2 separate regions of the Mus musculus genome follow, and region 2 is linked to region 1. The links are chromatin contacts, called in public HiChIP or PLAC-seq maps. All regions are on one chromosome and are shown on one strand. Each heading gives the region's core, a stretch centred on a gene start, on an enhancer-like site or on the middle of the called end of the contact. The rest is flanking DNA. Distances are from core to core; before and after follow the strand shown.

Region 1 (4,510 bases), core at 944-3,443:
AAGATCTTCTCCAAACTAAGGAAAAACACACTCAGACAAAAGAAACGAACAGAGCATGAAACACAAGTCCAGTAAAGAAACTATTCCAAGGCATAACGATGTAGTTAAAACACTAAGTATACATAACCTGCCATAAGCCCTGCTCCCTCCACCAAAAGCAAATTAATTAGCCAACCAGTTAATTAATTAAATGAAAGTCAGGTGTGGTGGCATATGCTACTTGTAATCCTAGAAATTGAAATGTAGATCAAAGATGAGTAATTCAGAGTCGGCCTGTGTGACATGAGATCCTGTCTCATTTGCTGTTGACAAAGTTGTGAGCCATCCTATGGAACTAACAAACTGAAACTTACCACAACCACCACCACCCTGGCCCCTACCTCAGTGAATTTGGGAGAAGACTTCTCTGGAGAAGTCTTGGGAGAAGCTACAACCATAAGCTTAAACTACAGTCAGAATCCTGATAGCAATACTTGTGGAAAGCTGCTTCACTTTTGAGACAATCTTTACATAACAGTTAAGTAACACAACTACTGAAAAGAAAAGCTATTGGAAACTAATAAAATGAAGAGGGCAGAAAGAAATAACAAAAACAACAGATTTCTAAGTTAGGAAAAATTGCTAGGGCCCTGATAAGCTAAACAAATGGTTTCATAACACACTGTAATTTCTTTATGCTGTAGTGACAGCTAAAAATCGCAGTCCAGGGCAAACTCTTAAAGTTGTGAAAAGGCGCCGGGCATGGTGGCGCATGCCTTTAATCCCAGCACTTGGGAGGCAGAGGCAGGCGGATTTTTGAGTTCTAGGCCAGCCTGGTCTACAAAGTGAGTTCCAGGTCAGCCAGGGCTATACAGAGAAACCCTGTCTCAAAAAACCAAAAAAAAAAAAAAAAAAAAAAAGAAGAAGAAGAAGAAGAAGAAGAAGAAAGAAAGAAAGAAAAGAAAAGAAAAGAAAAGAAAAGAAAAGAAAAGAAAAGAAAAGAAAAGAAAAGAAAAGAAAAGAAAAGAAAAGAAGCCGGGCGTGGTGGCGCACGCCTTTAATCCCAGAACTCGGGAGGCAGAGGCAGGAGGATTTCTGAGTTCAAGGCCAGCCTGGTCTACACAGAGAAACCTTGTCTCGAAAAAAAAAAAAAAAAAAAAGTTGTTGAGAATAGGCACAAAGTCAAAATTTGGAGCTGGGCAGTTAGGAGAAGTGAATGAGCAGCTATAAGAGTGAATCAGGACTTTAGGGACGCTTAAATAAATGTATACAGTTAGCAAGGGTATCGAGGGCTGCAAGAACTAATTTATGTTAGATGTAGAAATGTTTTAATTCCTTGATTTTTTCATCTTTTAGTCTTCCTGAAATTTAAATTAGTCTTTTAAATCATAAGTTATACGTGCTTTTACTCTCTAAATAAGTTACAAAGTTCACAGTGTCATCTTTCAAGGCTATCTGAGAAATAAGTACGAATGGTAGTGTTAAGGGAGTTTAGCATTTAGTGAAAGGAAGAGCAGGTGAGGGAATGAAGCACCGTTTGCTGTTCTAAATTTTGAGTATTATGAAATAATCATCTGTAAGTGAGGAACTTTGAAAAGGCAAAATATGATCCAAGAGAAACACAATGTCGGAGAAATGTAGAGGATCGCTTAAATTTCATCCATGTAACAGTTCCTACAACAGTGCCTACAGTATACAGGGACTGCGGGAGACACGGGAGAAGCACGCCTCTCAGAAAGTTTAGGCGGGAAAGCAAAGTGTAGCAAAAGATGCCTGGGACAGAAGAGATACTCCAATACCCACTACTGTCTTGGTGTGTTAAGCAACAAAATAAAACGGAGGCAAATGAACTGCCAGACGCCAGCTCACACTCACTCCGAATCAATTCGTCCTCCCTGTCAGCCACCCACCCGCTTGGTTCCCAGGACCATTCAGCAGACCTGGGCAGAGGCAGAGCGAGGGAACCCTGCCTAGACCGACCGCCACCAACGGGCTCGTGCCGGTCAGACTGGGCGCACCAGCTCCCTTCACCGGACCAGGGACAGGCACGAGAAGCCCACAGAGGTTACACGCCCGCCCTCTGCTTTCATAGCAACAGCACAGCGTACCTTGGACGTGCCGGGGCGGCGGGCTCCAGACATCTCCTACGTGCACAGTCTTCCTGCTCGCCGCCCCATCCGGAAGCCGCCCATCACGCGCCCCGCCCCCTTCCCTCTGGCGACGCCCCTTCCCGCGCCCCGCCCCCTTTCCTCCGGAGACGCCCCTTCCCGCGCCCCGCCCCTTGCGAAAGCCGTCGTCTCAAGTTCCACGGGCTCAAACTGAGGGAGCTGCTGTCTAGGCTCTTCCTCTCGCTCTTTAGGGAGCCTGAGAGCTGATCTACAGGTCATCCTCTCTCCTAGCTAAGCAAAGCCTTAGAGCAGTAACCAGTGATGTGTTAGAATAGCGGGTCACCAAGAAGCACACTAGGCCCAGGCAGTTCAACGTGAAGAGGTTTTATTGAGAGGGAGAGATAAGGGAGTGGCAGAGAGAGAAGAGAAGAGAGCGAGGAGGGGGTGTTCTCCTTATTTATATGGAAAATGATGTAACACAAGTAAGGGTGGGAGGTGAGCCAAGTGAGTTCTGGGATATGGTGGTCGTTGGCTTGGCAGCCGTAAACTAGAATTCAATAATTATTGTTAATTAGTAATAAAACATAAGTAAGCCAGGAAAAGGAATAGTACTTCTCTAACTAATGAGGAATTCTTAAATATAAAATTCATAAATATCAAGAGCAAAGATTTCCTATTTAAAAAAAAAAACTATAGGAACACTAGTTGGATTTGTTATAAAGTAGGTTTCACATACTATAGATCTGGGAAAAGCCAGAGAGCTTACATTCTTAAATTTCTAGATGCTGGTTCAGGGAACATTTTAATGTGGAAGATGAAGCCGTTCCTTGGATGTTTTAAAGCGCTAGGACATAGTTGTCTATGTATGTTCAAACCAGCAGGACAGAGAGCTGCTACTTGAGTGGAAACTGGATTAACAGGGTTTCTAGTGTCGAAAAAAACACTAAATAAGTCCTTGTCAAGAATGTGTTTGCATGGGACTTAAGTAGAAACTAGATTAGCGGAGGCATATTCTATAAAGATATATATTGAAGAAAATATTAAATAAACTATATTGTTGAAAACTTGGAGTGGACAATGGAAAGGATTCTCAGAAAGTTGTATTTACAGATGTGTACAGAAGAGGAGCTTAGAGCCTGGGTGGTGACTTTATTCTCTAACTGAAAGATAGGCAGAGTGGGAAACAAGGCCCTTAATGAATTAAAAATACTACTGCAAGTGGAGCAGTTTTTGATATGCCATTCTGCAAAGGGGGACTACAGCATAGGAGAAAAAAGGACAAAATGACTGGCTTACTGACGTAACACAAGACAGTGGGGTTTTCTGTCTGCTTTGGGTTTCTGTTTGTTTCTTCCACTGGTTAGCTTGTTTGTTTGTGTTTGTTGAGACAGGGTCTCTCACTACTTAGCCCTGACTATCCTAGAACTTACAGTGTAGACCAGGCTAGCCTCAACTCAGAGATTTTCCTGTCTCTGCCTCCTGAGTGCTGAGATTACTGCTGTGCACTACCGCACATGGCAAAATAATATTTGTTTTGTTGTTGTTTGTTTGTTTTTAAAGTCCGAGTTGCAAAAAAAAAAAAAAATCCTGCCCTTCTTTTCCCATGGGCTGATATTTTAGAGAATTACAATTTTCCCAAATTCCCAAAAGTAGTGAATTCAAGGCTGTCTTAGGCTACGTGAAAGGAAACACCAAGTTTAGTTTTCTCTTGGAATAGTTTTCTTAGTCTTTCTAGAATATGTGGTTTTGCTATTGGTTTGTAGTCCTTCTGCAGCACTAATACAATGCTAGCTTGTCACTTCCTCTTATAACTCTCACCTTCCCTGAATATTTCTATCCAAACTTTTATAGATATAGATGTGAGGTCTACTGGAGTGTTCCAGGAATGCCTGCTGAAGTATATAGGTTCTTGTGTCCTACTGCAATGAATTGGACCATGGCTCTGTGATTAGAAATACAGATATAGTCTATGTAAAAATTTGAAACACTCCCAAGAATGAGAGTGAGCTACAAACAAACAAACAAACAAGTGTGTTCCAGATACACTGGGTCAGAGGCCTATCACTTTTTATGGGTTATGTACAATATTCATACAAGTTTGGGCTTTCAATGAATATATTCCATTTGTTGAATGAATACCAGGTTGGGGGTGGCTTCTTGCCATTCTCTGCTTATTGATTTCTTTTATATATTAATATTGATATAATTTTCTCTAGTCTGTTCTCTCCTGCCATAATTCCTTCCTGAGAGCTGGGATCCCAAATGTCTTTTTGGCAAGCACAATTATGATCAATGAATCCTCTACAGCCAATTCCAGGCTGAGAGGCGCAGACCTACCTAAAAAGGACCACAAAACTCCCAACCTTATCTGTTGATTGGGAAAGAGACTATGTATTTTCTATAGAAGGAAATAGTTGGAATCC
Region 2 (4,510 bases), core at 1,378-3,877, 720 kb after region 1:
ACCTGCTCCACACCTGTCACTTGGCACCTGCTCTCCCCCAAAGTAGAGGCCCAGGGATGGCATTTGCTGGGCTCCTTTGCTCGGTAACTGTGGAGATGACAACAGGAGACCCCATCCTTTGCAAGAAGGTCCCCCTCCAAGATGCTTTTATCATCCATTTGCCCCGTGATCATAACAATAGGGTTCAGACAAATGTTCTGCCTCAGAGATGGGTACCTGGCCAAACTGAGCATGACCTTTGACCTAGCCAGCTCTTAAACTTGTTCTGAGATCACAAACCAGCCAGACCAAATTCAGTAAAAACAGCTTTAATTCTACAATCCAGCCTCCAATGGGGGCTCATAGCAACACCGCAGAACAAGGAAAAGCTGCATAATTCCATCTTCTAGGCTCTGCAAAACCTCACGTTCTACCCCTCCTTCCCATACCAGACTAGCCGAGCAAAGCAAACTCTGTCTTCAGTTCAGGGTCTGAATGTCTCCAGAGCCTAAGATCCCAAATCTGTATACGACTTTTCTCCTTCCCACTCCCTCTCCATCCTCTTCTTTTCCTGGCTCCGGAGCCCCACGGCACAGTAATACACAGCCTCGTCCTCAGGCTGCAGTTCAGAGATGCTCAGATACCCCAGGTTCCTGGTCGTATCTTTGGACCCGGAGAAGCGAGGTGGGATATCGGGACCCTGGTGCTTGTCTGAGTGTGAGAAGTATCTCAGCAGGAACCTGGGAGGGTGGCCCGGCCTCTGCTGGTACCAGTAAATGCTGTAAATGCCAATGTTATGGTCGTTGCTCAGGGTACAGGAGAGGCGGATGGTGGCTCCAAGGGAAGAAGATGCTAATGGTGGCTGATGCACCATGGGCTGAGGGCCACAACCTGAGAAGATAGAAGCATGTCCATCACTGGGGCAGAGCAAGGCCATAGGAGGAGCAAAGAAGCCCTGGGCCCCAAGAGTTTCCTTACCTGTGAGATAGGCCAGCAGCATGAGCAGGACAGACGTCCAGGCCATGGCTCCAGACCTGCAGCACCCTGCCCCCTACAGCCACTGCTCCTGGGCCCTGACCAGCTGGGAAGCACTCTCCTCCCTGCTTTGGGGAGAGGGTCACTGCACCCCTGGTTCCTGCTCACCACCCTCCCAGGCTTTCTGGGCTCTGTGACTCTGTCACTTACCAGAATGGTCTAATGGAAGCCTTTGTGGCTCTGGGTTTGACCCAGGGAAGCATTCTGGGAGGAAGCACCTGCTGGAACGTCATGGGCCAGAACCCAGGACTGCGGGCTTGTCTCCCTGAGGGAGAGTGACCTCAACTCCCCTTGAGAGGCTGAGCCCCAAATAAGCAGATCTGTAGTTCACTTTAAATGCCTGGTAAAGGGGACAAGAGTTTTCTCCTTAAACCTAAGCCTCATATCAGACCCCAAATATGTGTGGGAGCAGTCACTGGGCCTCTTTAGATGTTCCTCTACCATATGTGAGCACACTAAATAAATCTCCTTCCTCTGCTTTTTAGTATTATCTCTTTTAATTACATTTTTATTTTCATTTCTTTTGTGTTCACATGGCCAGCTTGGCAGCCACTGTCTGCCTGCTGAGCCATCTTATAGGTTTCTTACTTGTCTCGTTGACAAGTTGGGGCTGTCATAGCCAGTCTTGGTAACAAAAGGATGGCTTAAAAACATAAGTTTGAGGCCAGCCTGGGTCCACAGTGAGTTCCAGTGAGTTCCAGGATGGCCTTGGCTACATAATGAGACAATCTGAATATATACATACATATATATATATATATATTTTTTTTTTTTTTTAAGACAGGATCCCACTATTTTGCTCTGGCTGGCTATTCTGGAACTCAATGTGCAGATGAGGCTGGCCTCGAACTCACTGAAATCTGCCTTTCTCTGCCTCCCAAGTGCCGAGATCAAAGTTGTGAGCCACCATACCAGGCTATTAAAAAACGGTATGCTAATAAAGTCATCAAAACTATTTTAAAACTTCCATAATTCTAATACTCTAAAAAAATTACATATTATCTTCCAGATACATTAACACAAGTAGTGTGGTCTTCAAAATTTTAAAAGGTGCTTTGTTTTGTTTTGTCTTGTATAGCCTATAGTCCCAAGCTGGAATGAAATTCACTATGTAGCCCTGAATGACCTCTAACTCGCTGTCTCAACCTTCTGATTGCTTGATTCCTGGTAAGAGCCACCATCCCGCTCACAGATGTTGCTAACACTGAAAAAGCCTGCTATCTGAAATGTTTAAATTATTTTAATTATTGGGCTGGTTAAGTGGTTAAGGACCTGGGTTCAATTCCCAGTACCCATATGGCAGCTCACAACTATCCCCAGTTCCAGGGAATTTGACACCCCCGCACGGATGTGCATATGCAAGCAAAACACCAATGCATATCAAATAAAAATAAACTTTACATTTTTATTTTAATCATTAATTGCATATTTTCATCAGTTCTCGTAATCATACTGACAATCGTCATTAATGTCTTCTCCGGATGATTTTTTGGAGACACAATGGAGACTTGGGGAGCCCCTGCTGCTCCCAACAGGAAGCAGACAGCAAGGCACCCGGAACTCACCAGCCTCGGAACTTGCAGACACCTTAGTGTCGACATCGGAGGGCAGATGAGGGGACGCCACAGACGGACAGAGCCGGAAGTGAGTTCGTGAGTGGCCACCGGGGAAAGCACAGCCGGAGCGAGAGGCGCAGCGGCACGGCGGGTGAGCAGTGGGATGCTGGCTGCTCGAGGAAGCGGAAGACGCTGGCTTTCCCCAGGCATTTCCGGAATGGTAGCAGCGCTCCGACCCGGGCGGGGGCGTGGGGGAGGGTCCTGCCCTGGCGCGGCTTTTTCGCCATCCAGCCCTCGCCGTGGGGCCTCTGGGCGGCGGTGGAGCCGCGTTTAGTGGGCAGTGGTCGCTTTTCCAACGAGCTCCCCGCGGCCCCGAGGTGAGACGTTTCCCCCTAGTTGAGGGTAGGGAAACCGGCTCAGGGAAGTTGTGCTGCCCACAGAGGCTCAGGCCTGCGGTTTGCGTTCTTATCCGAAGGTTCCACTCGCTGCCTCCCGGAGCCTGCTCTGTCTGGAGACCCAGGCTGTTCTCGGACTTGATCTCTGCAGATTAGGAGAAAACTTGGGTAAACCAATGAGCTAGAGTCGAGGGCCAGCTAGTTATGCATAGGGAAGAACGGATGACCTCTCTTAACCTATTTGGAACCCGGCCTTTGGGAACAGGACTGTGAAAAGCCAGGACGACTTGGATTTGATAGCCAGAGAAAGGGGGGAATTTTCACCGTTCGCCAAGGTCCCTTGTCGCTAGTCTGAATTGTTATGCACTGCGATTTATTCTGGCTTTTTAAACTAGGATGATGAGATGGCTCAGCGCTCTTACAACCAAGGTTCCGACCCCGGGAACTCACGTTGTAAAAAGAGAGAGCTGAATCCCACAATTTGTCTTCTGACCTGTGACCGGCAGCATGTGCGTGCCCATACATATCCACACACAAAATAACTGTTTATTTGTTTGTTTAACTTTAACTCCTATTTTATAGCAATGTTGGTAGACAGAGCTGCAGCATACTAGATACAAAGAAGGAGTTAAGAGACAGGCTTATTTTCCTGGATCTGTAGGTGATTAAAAGTCACTGAAGTGTTAAATTCTTAGATTTCCCATGCTTTGCTGACCCCTTTTGGGGCTCCTCAAGTTAAATCCACTACTACATAATACAAAAAGAAACCTCCATATTTACAGTGCTTTCCAAGGGACACTGATTAGTGAGGTGTGGCAAAGAATGGGCAGGTTGTCTTGCTATTCTCTCTTTGCAATCCACACCTAAATAGCCCTTTGCTTACCTAACTCCAGAATAGGACAAACTATAGTGTCAGAGCCTTGGCAGAAAAGACTTGGTATATCATGTAGGTTTATGTTAAGGAGTCTTATTTAAGTGATCATATATAAAAATTTTGGCTAGACATTTTGGTGTACTCCTGAATTCCCAGCACTCAGGAGTTGAAGATAGGAAGATCAAGGCCGTAGTGGCTATATAGTTAAGAGGCCAGCCTTGGCCACACAAGACGCTGTCTTTGCCCAATACACACACATACACACACACACACACACAGCAAAAGCTTAAGTGAATAGTGTTGTTTCAGAGTCACAAAGTGTGAGTGTGGTGTGTAGGTGATGCTTATAAGCCATCAAGTCCAGGTTTTCTCATTGGTTTTCACTTTGAAATGGAAGATGAGCCTTAATTAGGGAAGTCTTGACATTAATCACAGTTACAAAAGCTCTCTAGAGTAGAATCTGGTCTAGGTAAAGGGAAATGTTCCTGTCAAGGCCCTGGATTGTCTAGTTCTGTACCTTAAAAGAAGAAAAAAAAAATGTTTTAAACAGCTTATTGCTATGTAACTGAGTATAGCCTAAAACTCAAGCTTCCCCTGCCGCATCCAGCCTCGTGAAAGATGCAGTTACAGGTGTATGCCAGCATACTTGGCATTAGAAATCTTTTTTCTTC

Evidence for each region. HiChIP or PLAC-seq counts read pairs in DNA pulled down with a chosen protein or histone mark.
Region 2: a contact with region 1 is called in an H3K27ac HiChIP or PLAC-seq map of extraembryonic endoderm stem cells, with 3 times the contacts expected there. The contact joins the promoter of Top3b here to the promoter of Spidr in region 1. A contact is called at or near these places in 3 of 39 promoter capture datasets (liver and pre-B cells) and 3 of 115 datasets of contacts at active chromatin or transcription factors (embryonic forebrain, extraembryonic endoderm stem cells and large pre-B cells).

The regions. Positions count from the first base shown.
Region 1 is chr16:16,144,658-16,149,167 of GRCm38.p6, forward strand. It overlaps Spidr (scaffolding protein involved in DNA repair), which reads right to left and starts at 2,194. Exons shown (of 20, transcript NM_146068.4): 1 at 2,088-2,194. The coding sequence starts at 2,120.
Region 2 is chr16:16,868,109-16,872,618 of GRCm38.p6, forward strand. Top3b (topoisomerase (DNA) III beta) reads left to right here and starts at 2,628. Exons shown (of 18, transcript NM_011624.3): 1 at 2,628-2,947. Vpreb1 (pre-B lymphocyte gene 1) reads right to left here and starts at 1,147. Exons shown (of 2, transcript NM_016982.2): 1 at 958-1,147; 2 at 293-870. The coding sequence starts at 1,003. The coding sequence ends at 488.